Regions from separate parts of the Zea mays genome. Here regions 1 and 2 are each linked to region 3. The links are chromatin contacts, called in public Hi-C maps. All regions are on one chromosome and are shown on one strand. The core of a region is the stretch at or near the end of the contact, and the rest is flanking DNA. Distances in the headings are between cores, read along the strand shown. Region 1 holds the start of LOC100272825 (Putative GEM-like protein 8). Region 2 holds the start of LOC100284000 (ubiquitin-conjugating enzyme E2 16). Region 3 holds the start of LOC542093 (nitrilase 2).

Evidence for each region. A called contact is a pair of places that touch in the nucleus more often than the background predicts.
Region 1: a contact with region 3 is called in a Hi-C map of root tip, with 3 times the contacts expected there. The contact joins the promoter of LOC100272825 here to the promoter of LOC542093 in region 3. A contact is called at or near these places in 3 of 25 Hi-C or Micro-C datasets (ear, root tip and tassel).
Region 2: a Hi-C map of ear shows a contact between it and region 3, with 2.9 times the contacts expected there. The contact joins the promoter of LOC100284000 here to the promoter of LOC542093 in region 3. A contact is called at or near these places in 6 of 25 Hi-C or Micro-C datasets (ear, endosperm, leaf and 1 more) and 1 of 3 datasets of contacts at active chromatin or transcription factors (leaf).

The regions. Positions count from the first base shown.
Region 1 is chr4:150,926,073-150,928,772 of Zm-B73-REFERENCE-NAM-5.0, reverse strand. LOC100272825 (Putative GEM-like protein 8) reads left to right here and starts at 1,373. Exons shown (of 3, transcript NM_001147278.1): 1 at 1,373-1,648; 2 at 1,780-1,878; 3 at 2,023-2,700. The coding sequence starts at 1,501. The coding sequence ends at 2,495.
Region 2 is chr4:150,561,943-150,564,684 of Zm-B73-REFERENCE-NAM-5.0, reverse strand. LOC100284000 (ubiquitin-conjugating enzyme E2 16) reads left to right here and starts at 1,251. Exons shown (of 7, transcript NM_001156898.2): 1 at 1,251-1,353; 2 at 1,717-1,776; 3 at 2,067-2,137; 4 at 2,733-2,742. The coding sequence starts at 2,132. It overlaps LOC100192809, which reads right to left and starts at 1,090. Exons shown (of 11, transcript NM_001358576.1): 1 at 862-1,090; 2 at 670-746. The coding sequence starts at 902.
Region 3 is chr4:150,753,031-150,755,730 of Zm-B73-REFERENCE-NAM-5.0, reverse strand. It overlaps LOC542093 (nitrilase 2), which reads right to left and starts at 1,303. Exons shown (of 5, transcript NM_001111726.2): 1 at 983-1,303. The coding sequence starts at 1,127.

The DNA of each region.
Region 1 (2,700 bases), core at 124-2,623, 170 kb before region 3:
CTACAAAGCACAAACGCTTGAGAAACATTAGTCCACAAGGTTATGTTGATCATCAAACACCAAAATCACTTGAGAAACATATATATACCCCACCAGTTTTAACTTTGCAAAACCCAACCAACCAAATCACATATGTATCCATAATCGTCCTTCCTCCATCATCCCTGATCCTCCTCCTCCCGTGACCACGCCTCCTCTCCCCCTCATTCGCGTCGTCGCCGCTGGCCCCTCCCTCGCGTCGCCGCCGCCGTTGGCCCCTCCCCTCCCAAGACCGTAGTGTTAGCATGGGCAAAGCCAACTAGTTTGTTTTTAAAATTGTGAAATTCCTTATTATAGTTTCTTTAACCATCCTTGGGCTCAAATCATTTGTATGCATTGGCTCATTGGTCAACAAACTCAAATCTGAGCAGTTTTTTTTATAAACACGATGTAGATATGTCTATAGGACTAGGCGTGAAGATTCTATGATTAATAAAGTGAACTCTCCATAAACGTCTTATTGTTCATTGGTACATGACAACAAACATGGGGTATGATCACCTCCGTTAACTATTTAAACTACTTGATTCTTCAATCTCGATAGAATTTAATTGGGAAAGCTAAATAACTGAACGCCTTAGAGAAAAAAAATATTTTTTAGATATGATAGATAAGTTCCGGCTTCAGTCCTCTTCAAAAAAAAAACAAAAAAGAGAGAGGCTTCAATCCACAAATGAATAGGAACTTGTGAACTTTGTCTTTAGCCAGAACTAATTTCACTTGTCTCTATTAATACTGTGGTAGTAGTAGGGACCAAGTGCTGTTGATGAGAATCCAAGTAGAACAGGCGGTCAATTCATGGACATGTTCTCCATGCCAAAAACCAATTGCATATGATCTCTTCGTGCATGCAACGCAACGGGCCGGGAGTCAAACGCTTGATCCTAAATAGAAGCGGACACATTGCCAATGCCAAGCTCCCAACGACTCGCCGGCAGTAAAAGCCGTGTACTCGCAGACGACAGCTGCACCGAGCAGCCGGATCCGACCATTTGGTGCCATCTCAAGAATTCCAACGCATCTCGCATGCTGATGAGCGTAAAAAGTTCCCATCTGCGCTTGCTCTAAACGAGTTCGACAAATACGTGACTTTCAGAAAGGCGCCATCAATACAAAAACGCTACTAGCCTACTACTATACCAGCAGAAAAAGAAAAAAAACCTTTTTATCGCGACGAAGAGATGAGGGCCGCTGCATCTGTTCCCAATTCCAAAGCGCTGAACCGGCCGGGTGGCCACTGAGCCGGTTTGGATCTTTCTGGGGAGGAGAGGAGAGGAGAAGATAGGCACCAGCGCTATAAAAGAAGCCTTTTCCTCCTCCTCATTTGGGGCCTGAGTAACCCGCAACCACCGCACATTAGGTACCGAGAGGGCAGGCAAGAACCGAGCAAATCAGGGCAGCAGGTGCCTGCTGCCAAGTCTTGGTCTTGGTCTTGGTGCGCTGTGTAAAGACGACTCAGCGATGGAGGGGTCGACGGCGACCGAGGGTCATGTGGTCGGGATCCCGGTGAGCACAAGGGCTTATGGCATCGAGGAACCCGACTTCTCGGTAGAAGAGACGACGCCCGACCGTGGAGAGTTCCCGAGCTCCTTCCAGTACTACAGCCATGGTGAGAGCCTCGCTCGCTCCGCGCCCTCTTGATTTGTCTGATCGTGTCAAGCTCACCATGCACTGCAAGGTGCGGAAAGGAACCAAGAAAGTCGAAGCATGTCGCTGATCAAGCTATCTTTCACCTTCCAGATGCTGCCAGTTCGACGACGACCGCCGCCGATCGGCCGACGAGCAATCAACAAGCCACTAGGAAGGGAGACAAGATCGTCCGGGGCATCAAAGAACATGGTAAGCAACTCCTTTGATTGAACTTTTGTATTCTGAAAAGAAAAAAAAAAGAAACAGAGCCTCCAAAACCCAAGCAAAAACATGCCTTTAGACTGAACTGAAGCTGATGCTTGCTCCGATTTGTACGCATCGCATCGCGTGCAGTGACCCTGGGACCGAAGCTCTCCGACACGGTGAAGGGGAAGCTCTCGCTGGGCGCGAAGATCCTCCGGGCCGGCGGCAGCGTGGAGAAGCTGTTCCGGCAGTGGTTCTCGGCGGACAAGGACGAGAAGCTGCTGCGGGCGTCGCAGTGCCACCTGTGGACGACGGCGGGGCCCATCGCCGGCGTGCTGTTCGTGTCGACGGCGCGGGTGGCCTTCCGCAGCGACCGGTCGCTGTCGCTGGCGGTGTCCACCCCGCGCGGCGACTGCAGCTTCCGCGCGCCGTACAAGGTGGCCGTCCCGCTGCGGAAGGTCGGGGCGGTGCGGCCCAGCGAGAACAGGCACCGGCCGGAGCAGAGGTACGTGCGGCTCGCCACCACCGACGGCTTCGAGTTCTGGTTCATGGGCTTCGTCAGCTACAACAAGTCGCTGCAGCACCTGGAGCGGGCCGTTGCGTGCGCGCGGCAGGCGCGGTGACGGTGTGCTAGTTCTGGGCCGGCTCTGTATGTGTAGGCTGCAGCTGCAACATGTCGTTGTACATCTGGGCGATCGGTTGCCCTGGTAAGCAGGTTGGTCATAGACTCACAGGCGACCGGTCAGGCATGTGGTCTTTTGGGGTTGGGCAAGAAATTCACCATGAATTTGAAATAGAGAGTGCTGGTGTAGTGGTGTGACAATGGCG
Region 2 (2,742 bases), core at 2-2,501, 190 kb after region 3:
AGTCATCATGGAATTTACAAGTCCAATCTCAAATAACTTGACAATTCATATTAGATTAGAGAAATAATTTAATCGTGACTAAATTGGTACTCCATATTTCAAATTGTAAGACATTTTGATTTTTCTAAATACATTGTTTCAACTATATACCTAGCCATATTTAAGTGCATAGCAAAGGTGATGTATCTAGAACAGCCAAAATGTCTTATAGTTTGGAATGGAGGGACTTAGGGACTAGTAATTTAGTCAGAGATCTTTTTGTGTGTGCGTGCACATCCCAACCTGAACTTATGAATCATGCAATGCCCAATGCTGCAAGCAATAATTCATACAAATTGAAAACAGCCGCAAATGTTTGTAGCTATCCAGGTGATAAGAAAATCACAACTATATACACAGTTGAATTTACATTTTAGTTATCTTCAATTAACACTGCAATGCTAACGAGAAAGGATGGAAGCCCTAATCGATGCAAAGACACAAACATAAGAAGACAAACCCAAAATAATACACTTCCAGAGGATCTAATTCTAAACCCTCCGCAATGACCTAATGTAATGCACGTGCTAAGACGTCATAATGCTGTTTCATATCTCTGCTACCTAGCAACAGAAAAATACTAACATAAGAAATCAGAGGAGCGAGAGCGGAATACTGCACAGATCGAACCTTTGATCCCTAGGGAGGTCTGCCCGGATCCGACAGCCGTGAGCGCGTGCTCTATCTGCACAAGCTTTCCCGACGGGCTGCAGAGAAATCAACCAAAAAAATTCACATCAAACCACCGTAACGACGCAAAAATCCCACCGATCTCGATGGGGGAGACGAGTAAGCGAGCGATGTAGCGAGGGGAGCACGAACCTGAAAGTGGTAAGCGAGAAGGAGTATTGGCTGTCACCCATGACCGAGGCGCGGAGTCACCTCGTTGCCTCTTCCGGGTTGGAGTGTCGGCGATTCGTGGCAAGGTTTTTGCTCTAGCGAGGGAGAGAGGTGGCTGAGGAAAAAAAGGGGAAGACAACGACGAGACGGAGCAGGGAAAGAGATGGAGAATCGCAGGAGGAAAGAGAGAGCGGAGTGTTTCTCAAGAAGAAACGTTTTGGGCTGGAGTCCAAGTTGTACTTGGGCTGGCTATCTGAGTTGGTGACCAAATATAGGTTGCACCTGGGCTGGGCCTGACCCACCGCCGCCTCTTCCGCCTTGCACGGTTCCCCCAACTCCCTTCTCCGACGGCCACTGCCCACCGTCACAGCAGAAGCTCCTCCGGTCCTCCCTTCTCTCCGTAGAAACATTTCCCGACGGGTGTTTCCCACGCCGGAATGGACCAGCCGGCACCATAAGCCCAAGATTCGTTTGGTACGCTCTATTTCATCCGTATCTTTACTTCAATACGTATACGGTTATGGTTGAGATAATATTTAAGGGCGTTGAGGGAAGTAGCGGCTCATGTCGTCGGGTTAGGGGAATTGAAGTTCCTGACTGGTTTCCGGTGCGCGTTTTTTTGGTATTTGGCTGGCATCCTGAGTCCGCTGCTGCCCGCCGAACGATGGTCGATCTGATGATTGGGCAGGCAAATACCCAGATCGGTGGCACCGGCGTTTAAGTTGAAGAGGAGCTGGGGTAGATTGGCTTGGTTTCTTCATTAGTACACACTGTTGTGGATGCTTCACCTTGGCATGATTTAATTAATATCTTGAAAGTGTGATTCATACATTGCAGATGAGTTTGTACGATACTGGCTCTACAGTTAGGAGAACACATTTAATCTACCTTCACTAGGTATGATGGTAGGAGAAAATATTTATGATCAATAAACATTCTATGTGTTTGACTATGTTGTCAGGGGACCATTCTTTTGTTGTGCCAGTCTTTTTCCCATTTTATGAGAACTTGTTGCTGAGTGGTTAGTTCATGAATTTTTTGTATTATTATTGCCAATAACTATCTGAATCTAGTTCCATGATGTTTATCTTGGTTTGGTATTTTGTTGTCCGTGAAAAGCTCACTGTAATTCATTTTGTCTATATTACTGAATCTTTCTAACTTAGTATTGTTTTTTATTTTGCCAGCATTCAGTAATGCCTTTGCCTAAATCAGACCTGGGGTCATAACTCTTTAGTAGAGAACCAAGAAGATGCAGGTGAGTTCGCAATTGCTTCATTAGCACGTTGATTGCATATATGTCAGTCCTCCCCTAAATTTTGAATGATCATGTTTCCTTATGCTACTTCATGCATCAGTTATGCCACTATTTAAGATCATATAGCCAACGGTTTGTATTTCATAGGGAGCGATGTCATCTTTTTCCTCTTAGGGCCGTTTGGATCTATTCATTTTGGAGAAATTGGAATTTACTTAATAAAGTAGATTATTTGGCTTGGAATTTGACATTCCACCACTTTCTGAAGCTCAAATATAAGTCTATCTTAAGTTCATGGGGTAGAATATGGGAAATGATTTTATCTCCCACATATTGCTAATAATAATATACAAATATATTTCGACAAAAACTATATTAGCTTAGTTGATCTTTGCCTAAATTTCTATTATTAGAATAGAATTCAATTCCAAGGATCCAAACGAGACGTTAGTTTATTGAGTATGGTGTTGTAGTCAACAAGGAAAATTCTACATGCTACATCAAATCATGCACCACACCCATCAGATATTTTGTGTCACAAGGTTCTTTCTTAACATGAAACCTGAACCTTTTTGGCAATACCTTTTATCTCTAGGCATCTAGGG
Region 3 (2,700 bases), core at 54-2,553:
AGTAATTAGCTAGAAGAAGCAGAGAGATTGCCAGTTTTTTCCTTTTTACTATATAATCTATTCTCGTATTGATTTTCTCCCTCTTCATGGATTATTTCAATGAAGAATTACTTTTAAATTTTTTATTATTTTAATTTGAATTTATTGAAATTAAGTGGATGCAGTGAAAAAAAAGTCAAAGTAGACTACTATTTTAATCTACTAATCAATTCTATGTAGATTCAAGGTAATATAATAGAAACGAATCCAGAGTGTTTTAGAAGAAACTACATGTTTGGAGCTCTAGGAGCTGTCTAGAGGTGTTTTGTGCCAAACAGGAAAAAATAAAACAGCTCCACCTAAGGAGCTCCTTAATGTGCGCTGTCACATGTGGTGGATGGAAGATGAAGCTTAAAATAGTAGCTTCTCCCAGCTCTTGCCGTGGTTGGGCCTTTCCTTGTATGGGATTTTGAGTGTTCTAAGGAGTTGCATATGTTAAATCATTTGGCAAAATGGCCACGAAAACAGCTTCCACTCCACGGGTAGAGCTGCTCATGGAGCTGCACTAGTGAAATGGATCTGTGACAAACGGCATCGTACCACCCTTTTATGATTCCATAGAAAGTTTCTACCACCCTTCTACGGACTACGGTTCTAACCAAATCCTTTCATTTAAGACTTTGATTTTTACTTTCTGTAATCCCTTTTTAATTTCTTTAATGATTGATTGTGATTCCGGCTAATCATTTTGGCTGGCTGTTCTTTCATAAATAGTAAGTAAAAACAGGCAGGGGAATAGGAAGCCTTCACGCTAGCTCCTACAGAGTACATCTCTGCTAGCAGGGCGACTGGGCGAGGAGCGCCACAATTCGGCGGCGCGCCGTCATATCCCAGTTCCGTGCGCGCGTAAGAGGCAATCAGACGAACAACTTGAGTAGGCGCGCACGGACGGAATAGCAGTCGTAGAACAGAGAAGGGGGTTGGAACACGAGCGCGTGCTCACCAAGAGTGGCGGGCGTGTCGTGGAAGATGGTGGACGCCTGCACGACAGTAGCACGCACGGTGGTTGCACTTGGGTCGGCGCCGCCGTTCATCGCCACCTCGGCGATCACCTGGTCGGCACCCGAGCCCGAGGTCACGAGAGCCATCAGGGGAGGCTTCCTTTGCAGCAACCGCTTGCTTGGGCGCGAGTGTGACGCGGGGACAAGGGAGCTCGCGTGGAGCGGATCAGTAGTGGACCCTGAGCAGCGAGCAACGGATCGGGTTTTGGGTTGGTGGGGGAGGGCGAGGGCAAGGGCGAGGGCGCGCGAGGCACGGAGGTCGGAGCCTTAGAGGGAGGAGCGTTCTGCGACGCTTCAGAGTTCCAGTGCCTTCTCTCTTTCCCGTTCTAACATTCTTTTGTTGTTGCATGAAAATCTTACAGGAATAGAGAAATTTTACATGAAAATCGTTTTATTTTTAAAAACATAAAAATAGAAAAAATAGCATTCCAAAAAATACCTAAAATGGCTGATATTAATATACGCCAAAGAAAAGAAATGGAAATTAGGGTGATCTAACTCTTTTTTTTTCTATAAAGGATCGTTTAGATCTCTTCATTTTTAAAGAAACTATCATATAGTCCGTGCTAATGATATAATTCAGGGTAGAAATCGACGGTGGGGCGGCACAAGTGGAGGAGGCGGTGGTGTCGCGGGGGGAGGCTGGGGTGCGACGATGTCGCACGGGAGAAGGGATGTTTGATGATCCAAACAATATGTCCTTTAGAATTGAATGAGTAAGAGAGAGTGGATTATTTGGGATCTAAATCATTAATTTTGATGGTGTGTTAAGTATGGGTGCATTTTTTTTGCTGGATTTAGTGGAGGTTATCTGGTATGGAGTGATTTGGTTGGATCAGATTTACAAAGTTTAAACTGGTGGATTATATAGTGGCATCGATTAAAATTTACTTAATAAGCTCTACTCCAAAATGTATTTAGGCGTGTTTGGTATAACTCCGCTCCATTCCAGGTAAGCTCTACCCCAAAAATTTGTGTAGAGCAGCTCTACTCCGAAAAGTCTAATGTTTTCTCATGACGAGTACCAGTGCCTGGTAAATATCTTCAAACTGAATGTCTAGATTGATTTTTGAGGACTTCAGAGCAACAAAAAATGTACTCCAAAAAATTATATAAGTCTCTCAAAACTATATGAAGTTTGTAACTCTGGAGTTAAGACGTTTGGCTGGCTCTGGCCAACTTCACCTTGGAGTTTTACTATGGAGTAGGAGCAGACCCAGGCCTATGGTCATCTAGGCCACAAGCCCACTATCACACCCGGATTTAAGGAAAAAAGCCGGGTGCATCTCATACATGCGCCAAAGAAGACAACATATATAATAACAGAGTGTATATAGATAAATATCACAATATAATCAGAGTACTTTATTACATAGCGGAAGTCTTACAAAATAAGAAATAAATATAGCAGGATCTAAAATCCATCTTTGACGCCAGAAAGCTGACTGTGAGACGCCACCTAGATTAAGTCGAAAGCCTCAGTGTTAGGCGGCTCCTCTTCGACCACCTGTTCTCCTGTGGGGGTGTGTGAGACAGCAAGGGTGAGCTCACACATATTCATCGCTCAACAAGTTGTGAGGAATAATGTGCATGAACTCACCAAAGGTGGGAGTTCATGTGATGTGTAAGGCAGATCAATGTAATAAAGGCTAAAGCTGAG